Regions from separate parts of the Rattus norvegicus genome. Here region 2 is linked to region 1. The links are chromatin contacts, called in public HiChIP or PLAC-seq maps. All regions are on one chromosome and are shown on one strand. Each heading gives the region's core, a stretch centred on a gene start, on an enhancer-like site or on the middle of the called end of the contact. The rest is flanking DNA. Distances are from core to core; before and after follow the strand shown.

Region 1 (5,211 bases), core at 1,119-3,618:
CCGAGCTCCTCCCTCCTCCCGTTGCTTCTTTGCTACCCTTGGTCTGTTAGTTTATTTCCTTCAATGCATCTCTCTTCCAAATCTAGTTTACGTGCTCTTGCTGCTCAATTACTCTATTGTGCATATCCACTCATTCATTCATTTACTTATTCATTTAGCAACACTTAAGGACTATAAAAACCACCATTTCCTTCTATTAAGAAGCCTTCTGTTACTCTTCACTGCTGGCAGGACCAAGGTCAGACTCCCAATCCTGGCTTGGGAGTCCTGGACTACCCGGCTCCAGCTAATCTTTCTGGTCTCACTCCTCATTGTCTTTGTCCCTTGAACAGTAGCATCCTGGGGTATGGTGGTGCCCAGCTGCGATCCAAGCATTTGGGAAGCTAAGGCAGGGAGATCCAGATTGGAATCTATTGTTTTAAAGTACACAGTAAAACTGGGTCTCAAAAAGGCCCACTGGACTGCTTACATCTGAAGTACCCAGCCTGGGGAATACTTCAGTTCATATCAGCATTGCCCCGGGTGTTTGCCCTGTGACCTTGAGCAAGTCTTTTAGCTTCCGTGGCTTGACTCCCTCATCTGTGCATTCAGTGGACTGTTCAGAAAAAGTTAAGTGATAGAATAGTTGCAGCCCAATGAGAGCTGGATAAAGGTTAGGATGAAAGATAACATTTTAAGTTAAGTTATGCCCTCTATTCTCATTATGTTTTATAATTTGAAAATTACACACACACACATAATGCATACATACATGCATACATACATACATACATACATATACACACACAAATACTGGGCATGCATGTGTGACAGTGTACATGTGCAGGTCAGAGGACAACTTCCCGGAGCCAGTTCTCTCCGTCTACCATGTAGTCCCAGGGAATTCATGGTGCCAGATTCAGTGGCAGAGCCATCTCTTCAGTCATTATATTATATCATATTTTATTATTATTATTATCATCATCATCATCATCATCATCATCATCATCATCATCATCATCATCATCTCTTGACAAGACTCTGGCTACTTCACATGTCTAAATCTTTCTTGTTTAAGGTATAGGTCAGTAGGGGTGTCCCCTCCTACTCAGAGGAGAAGGGGAGGGAGGTATGGGGGAAGGGCTGTGGGAAGGGAGTGACAGAGAGAGGGGCAGTGAGCAGTATGTAAAGTGAAAAAGTAAAAAAGAAAAAAATGAAAAAGGTACAGGCCAGATACAATAGCTTCTATAAGACTTTTGACTATAGCCTGTAGAAATCGCACAATGTTGCATTTTTAGGATATACTTGCAAGAGTGCACCGACGTACAATGTCCTTATGTCCTTAACCTACAACACAGTAAGCCCTGATTCTTTGGGTCCAAGCATATTCTTACCAACAATGTTACCCAAGGTCTCTTGTATAAAGCAGACACTTACTAACGAAGAGGTTGTTTCCTCATTTGATTGTGGTGAAGAATTAATCACTAGGTTTGGGAAACGTAGCCTATTCCTCAGTAATGTCTTTTCTTTTCTTATATGTTATCCTACCACAGGTATTTTTTAAAAATATTTTTATTGGCGACTCCATTAGCTTTATCGGAGTTTTGTTTTTTGTTTTGGTCAAGAAATTACCTGTTCTGAATGAAACCTACAAAAACCCTACTCAGTAGCACAAGCCTTTGGAGGAACTCCTGTAGCTGTTGGAATGTTTCAGATGTAACCTACCTTCCAAAAGGATTTTGAAGAGCGTGCAACATTAAGCCTAATAGGAAATAGGTTGATTGTGGCTAGGAAGAGAACAGAGACCATGTCTAAGGAGGGAGCAGATGCTCTGAGGCACCTGGGATGAGCTAATCACTCTACTTGGTGACTGAATTTGGCTCTGCGTTTCTTGGCAGCTACAGCTGAAAGGAAACACATTGGGTTATTCATTCAGCCCGAGTTTGTTGGACATCTTTTATAAATGGGGCACTGTGTTCACACTGGGGATTCGGGTGAGAGTAAGTGGGTCCCTGGCTTTAGCACATCCCTTGGTTCTGAGCTAGGAGACAGGTGGGAGGTAGTGAGGGTGGAGGGCAATTAGATCAGAGGAATGGGGGTGGCAGGAGGGCAATTAGAGCACAGGAAAAGGGCTGCAACTGTAAGAGGGAGTTGGGAAAAGGTTATGGAAAACAGTTACACATTTACCAGACTGTTCCTGGCAAAAGGAACAACATATGTAGAGACTGGTGTATATGTGTGTGTTCATGCACGTGCGCCTATAGGTGGGGGTTATTTTCTGAGTCAGCTATCAGGTGAGGGGTTGCAAAGATAGAGGTTGGTAGGAGCCAGAATATATGGGACTATATCTGCCATGCAAGTATTTCCTAATTACCTCCCTTAGGAGCCACCAGTAGCTTAGAGTCCCTGGAAGCAGAGCTAGGGAATCTGTGTGTGCGTGCGTGCGTGCGTGTGTGTCTATGGGCTAATGTATATTTGAATGTGGGTTTGTAGGCCAGAGGTTAACCTTGGGTGTCATTCTTCAAGAGCCATCTACTCTGTTTCAAGACAGTCTGTTATTGGGCCAGAGGCTCACGGATGATTTCAGGTTGGTGGTTTAACAAGTCGCAGTGACTTGCCAGTCCCCACCTCCTGCATCTCCAGCTCCGTCATCCCCATAATGCCTTTTACATCAGTGCTGGGAACCAAACACAGGGGTTGTTTGTTTGTTTGTTTGTTTGTTTTTTGTTTTTAGTTTCTTTCCTGGTATGCTCATGGTAAAAGCACTTCACTAACCGAGCCATTTCCCTAGTCCAGGCATCTGTGTTTTTAAAGCTTATCTTGGTTGATTTTTTCTATGGCATCAGCACTTGATCTGGCCTGTGAATTCACTATGGATTAAAAAACCCTCTGACACGTGGATTTAAAAATCCACCCCATGGTCTGGGAATGGGAGCCTGAAGCAGGGTGGCTATGAGATTGGAGAAAGGGCCAGAAATCGATTAATTAAGCTCAGCGTTTGAAGACTGAGCGAGGACAGAGAACTCTCAAATGGTGACACTATCAAATGTAAAAATGATTCTATTTACAGATGCTCTGTGGTTTCTAGGCTCTGACAGGGTCTAAGGCTTGGTGAAGTTTAAAGGCGTGGGTGGACAGAGCTGACGTTTGTTAATGGTGATTTTGGCGCCATAGGTGCTTTTCCCTGCTCATTGTTGAGAACCGCTTTCCTTACCTTGGAGGCAGGAGCAAGCTCTAGAGGATTTTGGAGAGGATTAAATGTGATGGCGTCGTGGATAAGAGGACCCTCTCTTCCCTCTCCCCCTCCCTCTCCCCCTCCCCCTCCCCCTCCCTCTCCCCCTCCCTCTCCCCCCCCCCCTCAGTGCATCCAGGAGAAACAATCAGGGAGTTGATAATTCTGAATGTAGATCAGGAGCTGTTTTACTGCGGTGGGTGCTGACAGCGCTGGATTTGTCTCTTGTTATCTGGGGTCTTAGATAGGGAAGACAGCAAAGGCTGGCACTGGGACTACCTAGGGGACCCTGGCAGGAAGGTCCTAAAGGTCACATTCAGATCACACTGCCTACGCAAGTGGTTCCAGGCTTCTTTACAGTGAGGTCCTGCAGAGTGGTGGAACCCAGTGTGCAGAACGCTCGGACCTACGAGTCAGACACAGGCTGCATGTCCTTCCTGACTCAGTACCCCAAGTCCTATATCCCTGCTTCTGGTACATTCTGTTTAGATTAAGCAGTTGTCATCCTGCACCTAATCGATGGCAAGGCACACACTTATCTCTTATCAGAATAAATATCAAAGATTATCCAGTCACGGTTTAAAAGCACAGCCTTTTCCCTGAATATATTTTTAAGCGCATAATCAATTGTTATAACATTTAGTTAACATTTTTAGTCACAGAAAACAAGTTAGGATAATTTAAAATTTAATGTTTAATATTGGAAAATAAGTGTCATTGTATTTATTTCATATTTCAAAATGTATATACATTGTAAATTGCCTTGAGATAATTACTTTACATGTTATCTTGTGCATATGTCTGTATGTTTGTGTGTGCATATGTATTAGTTGTATGTGCTTAAATGTGTGTGTATGAGTATGTGTATATGCACACATATGCATGTATGTGAGCATATTTGTATGTGTGACTGTATGTGTATTTATATATGTATATTTATGAATGTGTGTTGGGAGGCTGAGGACACTTTAAAATTGACCCACTGATTTTCAGGGATATAAAATACAGTAGTTTAAGATTTGTGTACAAGTGAGAGAGACATGAACCATTTATCTTTCTGTGTCTGGTGTGTTTCAGTGTTCCATTCCCCTCCAAGCTCCTTCCTGTGGTCAGATGATAGGATTTCCTCCTTCTAATGGCTAGTGTTCCACAGCGTGTATGTTGGCATGCTGTATGGAATGAAACATACTAAACCTATGTCCAAATATGTGTAAGTTTTATTTTATTTTATTTTTAGATAGGGTCTCTGTAGGTTGCCCTTCCTGGTACTCACTGTGTAGACCAAACTGACCTTGACAACTCACAGAAATCTACCTGCTGCAGCCTCCGGAGTGGTCCTCTGCAACAACAACATGTGCTCCTAACCACTGAGCCATCTTGCCAGCTTCCTTATGCATATTTTTGTCTGATGCACATGCGTGCTTGTGTATGTGCAATGAAGTGGAAGATGGGGGTCAACATCAGTCATCTTCCTTATTTGCTTCTTTACCTTACCTTTTGAGACAGGGTCCCTCGCCGATTTCACGGATCCCACTAGACTGGCTGGCCAGCAAGACCCAGGGACCCTCTTGCCTTCTCCTCCCCAGTGTTGGAATTCTGTGCACAGGTTGCAGTGCCTGGCTTTTGTGTGTGTACTCGAGTCCCAAACTCTACTCTGTTTGACCAACGGAGCTGTCTCCCCAGCTGCATGAGGTTCCATTTATAAACCTTCACTCCTGGAATTCCTTATGAGAGAAGGTAAAACATATTTTTAAGGGAACTAAAGGTTCGTCCAAGGGAGGGGAGTCTGCGTGTCATGGTATTTGTCAGCTGCTAGGGCAGGAGGACACCTGCCCTGCTTCCTTTGGCCTCAGCTTCTCTGAGTGCTGGAGAGAGGGTTGGAGATAAAAATGGCAGAATCATTGTTTCTGGCTGGAGCTTACCACAGAGAAATGATGCCTAGCTAATGACCTTTTGTGACAACCTTATTTTTACAATCTATTGGGGCCATATGTGGCCTG
Region 2 (5,211 bases), core at 1,738-4,237, 280 kb after region 1:
TAAGACTGAGGTGATTGGCTAACACCCTATGTTGAGAACCCCTTTCCCAGACATCTTGATGGTCAGCAGAGAGCTGGCTGCTGATGTAGCGCCAATGCTCTGCACACTAGAGCACTGAAAGACAGACCGGCTCAACCGCTCCCTTTTATTTTCTCGTTTCAGAGAGAAGATACCCTCCACACACATACCTCACATCTGCTGAATGCTTTCTCCTCGGAACTGTGAAATGAAGTTCACGCAAATTATGTCACCCCAAACATCACTTATTAACTGCTTCCTACAGGAAACAAAGCCAGGAATATGCAGTGGCCTTGAGGTCACCACTCCTCCACCTCTCCTGACCCAGCCACAGTCCTGCAGAACGTAACTCTTATAATTTGTAAAGGTCTTAGCACTGGGAGACAACAATTTATGCTTTTAACTTTAATTGGGAAATTTCACACATATGTGGGTGTATCCTTTTTCATTAATTGTCTTTTTATTGTTTTTCTTTCAATTACAAATACTTTCCATGAAACGTTTTAATTCTAAAAGTCAAGTCTCATATATATGGCTCCCATATTCACCCTCTAAGGTTTCTTGCACCTAAATTTCTTCCATCCCAACGTTTGTTCTCCTTCTTAGCTTCTCCTGCTATTTTACATTTTGCTGATAAGCAGTTTGTGTAATTAATAACCTTATCTCCCCATGTATGAGAAAAACAAATTTAGTGCATTCTAATAAGGAAGCTGGAAGGACAAGGAGACATTTTATTGCCACGTTGACGCTGATAAGAGTAGAAATAAGCTGGTTGCTCAGAGACTCACATAATGAATAGTATTTGTATGCATAGTTCTATTACTTTTGGTGTTAGAGCTTCAATATTTCTTATGAGTATATTTATGAACAGCTACACAGTTTAGAATTCTTTAATACGCCGCTCCCACCGGATAACACACTGGTTCTTAAAAGTCACTTCATCTTTAAGCCTGATCTTAATCTTGTGTTTGTAGTTCTCAAGGCATAGGGGGAGTGCTGTTTTCTGAGCTGCTCGGCGTGGGGGTGGGGATGTAGGAGAGTGGGAGGGGTTCTAGAAAGATCATTAAGGCCTCATCCAGGCATATATTCTATAACTGTAGCTTGTACGCGATTGAAATGGGGGAAAGGTCCTTGTTTTGTTTTTGTTTTTTGTTTTGTTTTTGTTTGTTTGTTTGTTTGTTTTTAAAGCAGAACAAAACCTGAAAGTTTTAAAAGTTTAAGACCCTTTAGAGCATGAATAGTGGGATCTCTAGTATTTGTGGTGAAGTTTTAACATATGCCACGTGACAGCCTCCTCCTTTGAAGTCAGTGAAGCCTGTGAGATCATGATGGACTCATAACAGAAGAAGCTCTGTGAAGAGCGGCCGAGTTGCCTCTGCCCTTATTTCCTGCGCATTGATCCTGTGATGTGAGCACATCTGTTACCTCCTTCTGCAAAGAGAACTGTGTGCCACATGACAGTTAGTCCTGGGCAGAGCCACGCAGGGTCACACAGCTAAGGAGGGCTGGGAAAACAAACCTTGATCTATATGACATTTATCTATCTATCTGTCTATCTGTCTATTTACCGTAAGCTTACTTTCTGCTCTGTCCTTCCAAGTCAAAGGCAGAAGTGAGTGGATAGGACCCACAACAGCTCTCACATTGTAACGTTACCCTCTGACTAGGGGAATTGATGGTAAGGCAGGGGCTAGAATATCTTCTTCCCAATTAACATGCATTTTTTTTCTTAGAGCAAGGGGACCTGTTTGACTGGCTTGGGGATAGAAAAGGCATCCTCTGTTTGGACTGCCTCCGTTTGGACTTCCTCACGCTTCATTTGTGTTGTTGGACATTCTCACTTATCATTAAGACGAGCAAAAGATCAATGTTTACAGCACTCTACCTCGCCCAATGCTGTGCTAGCTTCTCCAATGTTTTCCTATCCTCAATGATGATCATTGAAGTCCATGGGTTGACTTTAGGAAAAGTAAGAAGGTTTGAATCTGGCATTCTTGGAAAAACTCTGGGATCTTTCTCTCCCCTACCCTCTCTGGTTTCCTTTGAAAGGCAGGAGTGTTCAACCAACCCCTCCTGCTCCCTGGACTGTGGGTTGTAATGAGGGTTTAAAGAAACAATGTTTCCAGTTTAGGACTCTAATTAACGATGTTCCTGTTGAAGACTGAAGCAGGTAAACAATGGACTTACAGTCTTTACGATCTATTTTCGAAAACACCTTCAACGCCTCATCCAGTAGTCCTTTCCTTCTTCAAAGAGCAAGATTTAACTCCTTCATATTATTACATAGATGTTGCCTTTGTTTCTGTATGATACAGTGTGTGTGACTGTTACACGCACAAAGGAAGGGGGGAAAAGGTTATTTATTAAATAAGTTATTCATCGTAACAAATTTTAATGATTTTCAGACCAGAGCAACCATTTTTTTTCCTGCTCCTCCATCATAACTTTGACAAATACTTTCTCCTTTAGAGTTTATTATGGAAAGATTTCATTTTTATAAGCACACTTTCTTTCATGGACGCTTTAGTGATTCTGAAAATTAAGTGCTACTGGCATCTCTTGCTCTGAGCTCAGCAAGTGAAGAGAGCGTCATCGTTGAATTCTGCCTCAAGTCAGAGCAAACGCTTTTTGTCCCTCTTTTCTCCAAAGAAATAAAATCTTTATGTGCTCTGTATGTGGGGTAGGAAATAACAAGGAGGTCATTGTTCTCTGTCCCGCCTAACTGCAAGAGTAGACTGTTATTCTTTCAAGCACTGCCCCCTAGTGGTGAAAATTTTTCACGGTTTTAGACTTGGCATCTTAGTTAATTAAGCCTTCCCCTGCCTTGCTCCGTGCTGTTTCTGGAAAGAACCTGACCCTCTTCATCCTGTGTATTAAAATAACTCTTAGAATGAGAATTCCTGACACCATGGGGACTTTTACCTAGCTGTCTCACTGAGCACGGAATAGATGAGAAGAAATAGGTTGTAGCTTCTCACTAGTCCTGGGAGCTCGTGTTAAAGCAAAAGATAATACAAAGGGATAAGAATATTCAAGGAAGAAAGATCCACACCACAGATGAGGCGGAAAGATTATAAGAGCCAGAGGTAAGGAATGAGTCTATGGAAACAGTGTCTTCCAGACACGGCAAGCCCTAATGCACATATGAATTCACAGAAATGGTGGCACTGTGTACACGTCCCATGGTTCAAACCAGACAAAAGTCCCAGCACTGGGAAGGGCAAGTGGCACAAAGTCTCACTGCTAACCGAGAAGCTATTTCTAATGGATACCTGATGGGAAAGGCAAACTTACTGTCTTTAATGGAGTAGCAGTGAGGATATCAACCATACTCCAGGGCAGGAGAAGTTAGTCAGCACAAAACAGTCTCTCTCTCTCTCTCTCTCTCTCTCTCTCTCTCTCTCTCTCTCTCTCTCTCTCTCTCTGTGTGTGTGTGCTTTTTTGTTGTAGTTTAGTTTTCTTGGGTTTATTTTTCTGTTTTTTGGGGGTTTTTTTGCTTTTTTTGTTGTTATGTTGCTGTTTTGAGAGAGAGAGAGAACATGAAGTTGGATGAGTGGGTGAGATGTTGAGGATCAGGGAAAACTCCAGGAAGAGAAGATTATGATATATACATATATGATATATATTCAAAAGAACAAAAATATAGTACCTTAAAATTAAAAGTAATTCGAAGGAATGTAAACAAAGAAGGGCATATTGTTTGCAGTTTTCAAAATTAGCATTTTAAAGGCCACTTTGCTATCTGGACAAACGAACTATTCTGAAATGACTTGCTGTATGAGAAGCAAACAAGGAAACTGCCTTGAATTGCTGTGTCCTCTTTATAATGTCTTCATCATCATCATCATCATCATCATCGCCATCATCATCACCATCATCATCATCGTCAGTATTATTATTGTTGTTGTTGTTGTTGTTGTTATTTTGCCTTTGAGCAGACAGCCTGTTTGAACCTGAGTGAATCGCTCATGTTGGGCAGCCACTCTGTCTGAGGTGATACTCATGGACACTTGTGCCCCCTTTTACTTTTTAATTTTAGGACGGGGTCTCACTAAATTGCTCAGGCTAGTCTTGAACTCACTTTGTCGCCAGACACGTCCTCAACTTATTATTCTCCAGCCTCAGTGTTGAGTAGCTAGAATTAGAACTGTATATTTTTAAGAGACACAGGAAGTTTTGGGTTGCCTTTTCATTATTTGGTCTTTCTAAACAGGTTTCCTTTACTGTAACGTATGGACCTGTCTTAGTTAGGGTTTTACTGCTGTGAACAGACACCATGACCAAGGCAAGTCTTAGAAAGGCAGACACTTCATTGGGGTTGGCTTACAGGTTCAGAGGTTTATTCCATTATCATGGCAAGAAGCATGGCAGTGTGCAGGCTGACATAGTGCTCGAGAAGCAGAGAGTTCTACGTCTTGATATGCAGGCCAGAGTGACGCACTGGGCTTAGCTTGAGCACAGGAGACCTCAGAGCCCACCAGCTCACTGACGCATTTCCTCCAACAAAGCCACACCCACTGCAACAAGACCACACCTCCTAATAGTGCCACTCCCTATGGGCTAAGCATTCAAGCACAAGAGTCTATAGGGGCCATTCCTATTCAAACCACCACAGGACCATAATATCGCCTACCTGAAATAAATTAGTAATAAGCTTATGGGCTGATGCTTGAAAAGATACCAACAGTTTCCAATTCCTCACAAATACCAGGTATTCCGTTAAACATTTTTTTTCTTTTTTCTTTTTTTCTTTTCTTTTTTTTTTTTTTTTGGTAATATTTTGACATAACGTTTAGAAGGTTCTTCATCTTCTAGCCAAACCACAAAGGATGAGTCCTTCAATGAAGCATACAGGACAGTATTCAAAATTAATTTCCATTTACTTGGACCAGTTTTCTTTGCTGTGTATAGATAAGCCATGTTTCCCCAGCGCGCTCAGCTACAGTCGTACTTACTGGTCTCCGAGGGGCTCTTGTGTTTCACTCCTCCTTAGAGGACAGTTTCATACCAAGTATGAGTCCATATTAAGAAGCCAAATTTTATGGCTGCTCTAATACACTCAAGAGCATGAACATAGTGAGACTAGACGCTTCTGTTGTTAGTCCCCAGAACAGTAAGCTGGCCTTTGCGCCCAAAAGAGCAGAAACCGCGGACATGTAAAAGACAATTTCCGGGAAGCTAAGATCTGGGGAT

Evidence for each region. HiChIP or PLAC-seq counts read pairs in DNA pulled down with a chosen protein or histone mark.
Region 2: a contact with region 1 is called in an H3K27ac HiChIP or PLAC-seq map of oligodendrocytes, with 14 times the contacts expected there. The contact joins two enhancer-like sites. A contact is called at or near these places in 3 of 12 Hi-C or Micro-C datasets (the A7r5 cell line, Schwann cells and mammary epithelial cells) and 1 of 1 datasets of contacts at active chromatin or transcription factors (oligodendrocytes).

The regions. Positions count from the first base shown.
Region 1 is chr7:49,031,388-49,036,598 of GRCr8, forward strand. No RefSeq gene overlaps it. Among named protein-coding and RNA genes, the nearest start is that of Phlda1, 180 kb to the left of the region's middle. Within about 2 kb of position 2,369, at least 37 of the 93 cell types and tissues checked have an H3K27ac peak or open chromatin away from gene starts, as enhancers often do.
Region 2 is chr7:49,310,069-49,315,279 of GRCr8, forward strand. No RefSeq gene overlaps it. Among named protein-coding and RNA genes, the nearest start is that of Krr1, 49 kb to the right of the region's middle. Within about 2 kb of position 2,988, at least 6 of the 93 cell types and tissues checked have an H3K27ac peak or open chromatin away from gene starts, as enhancers often do.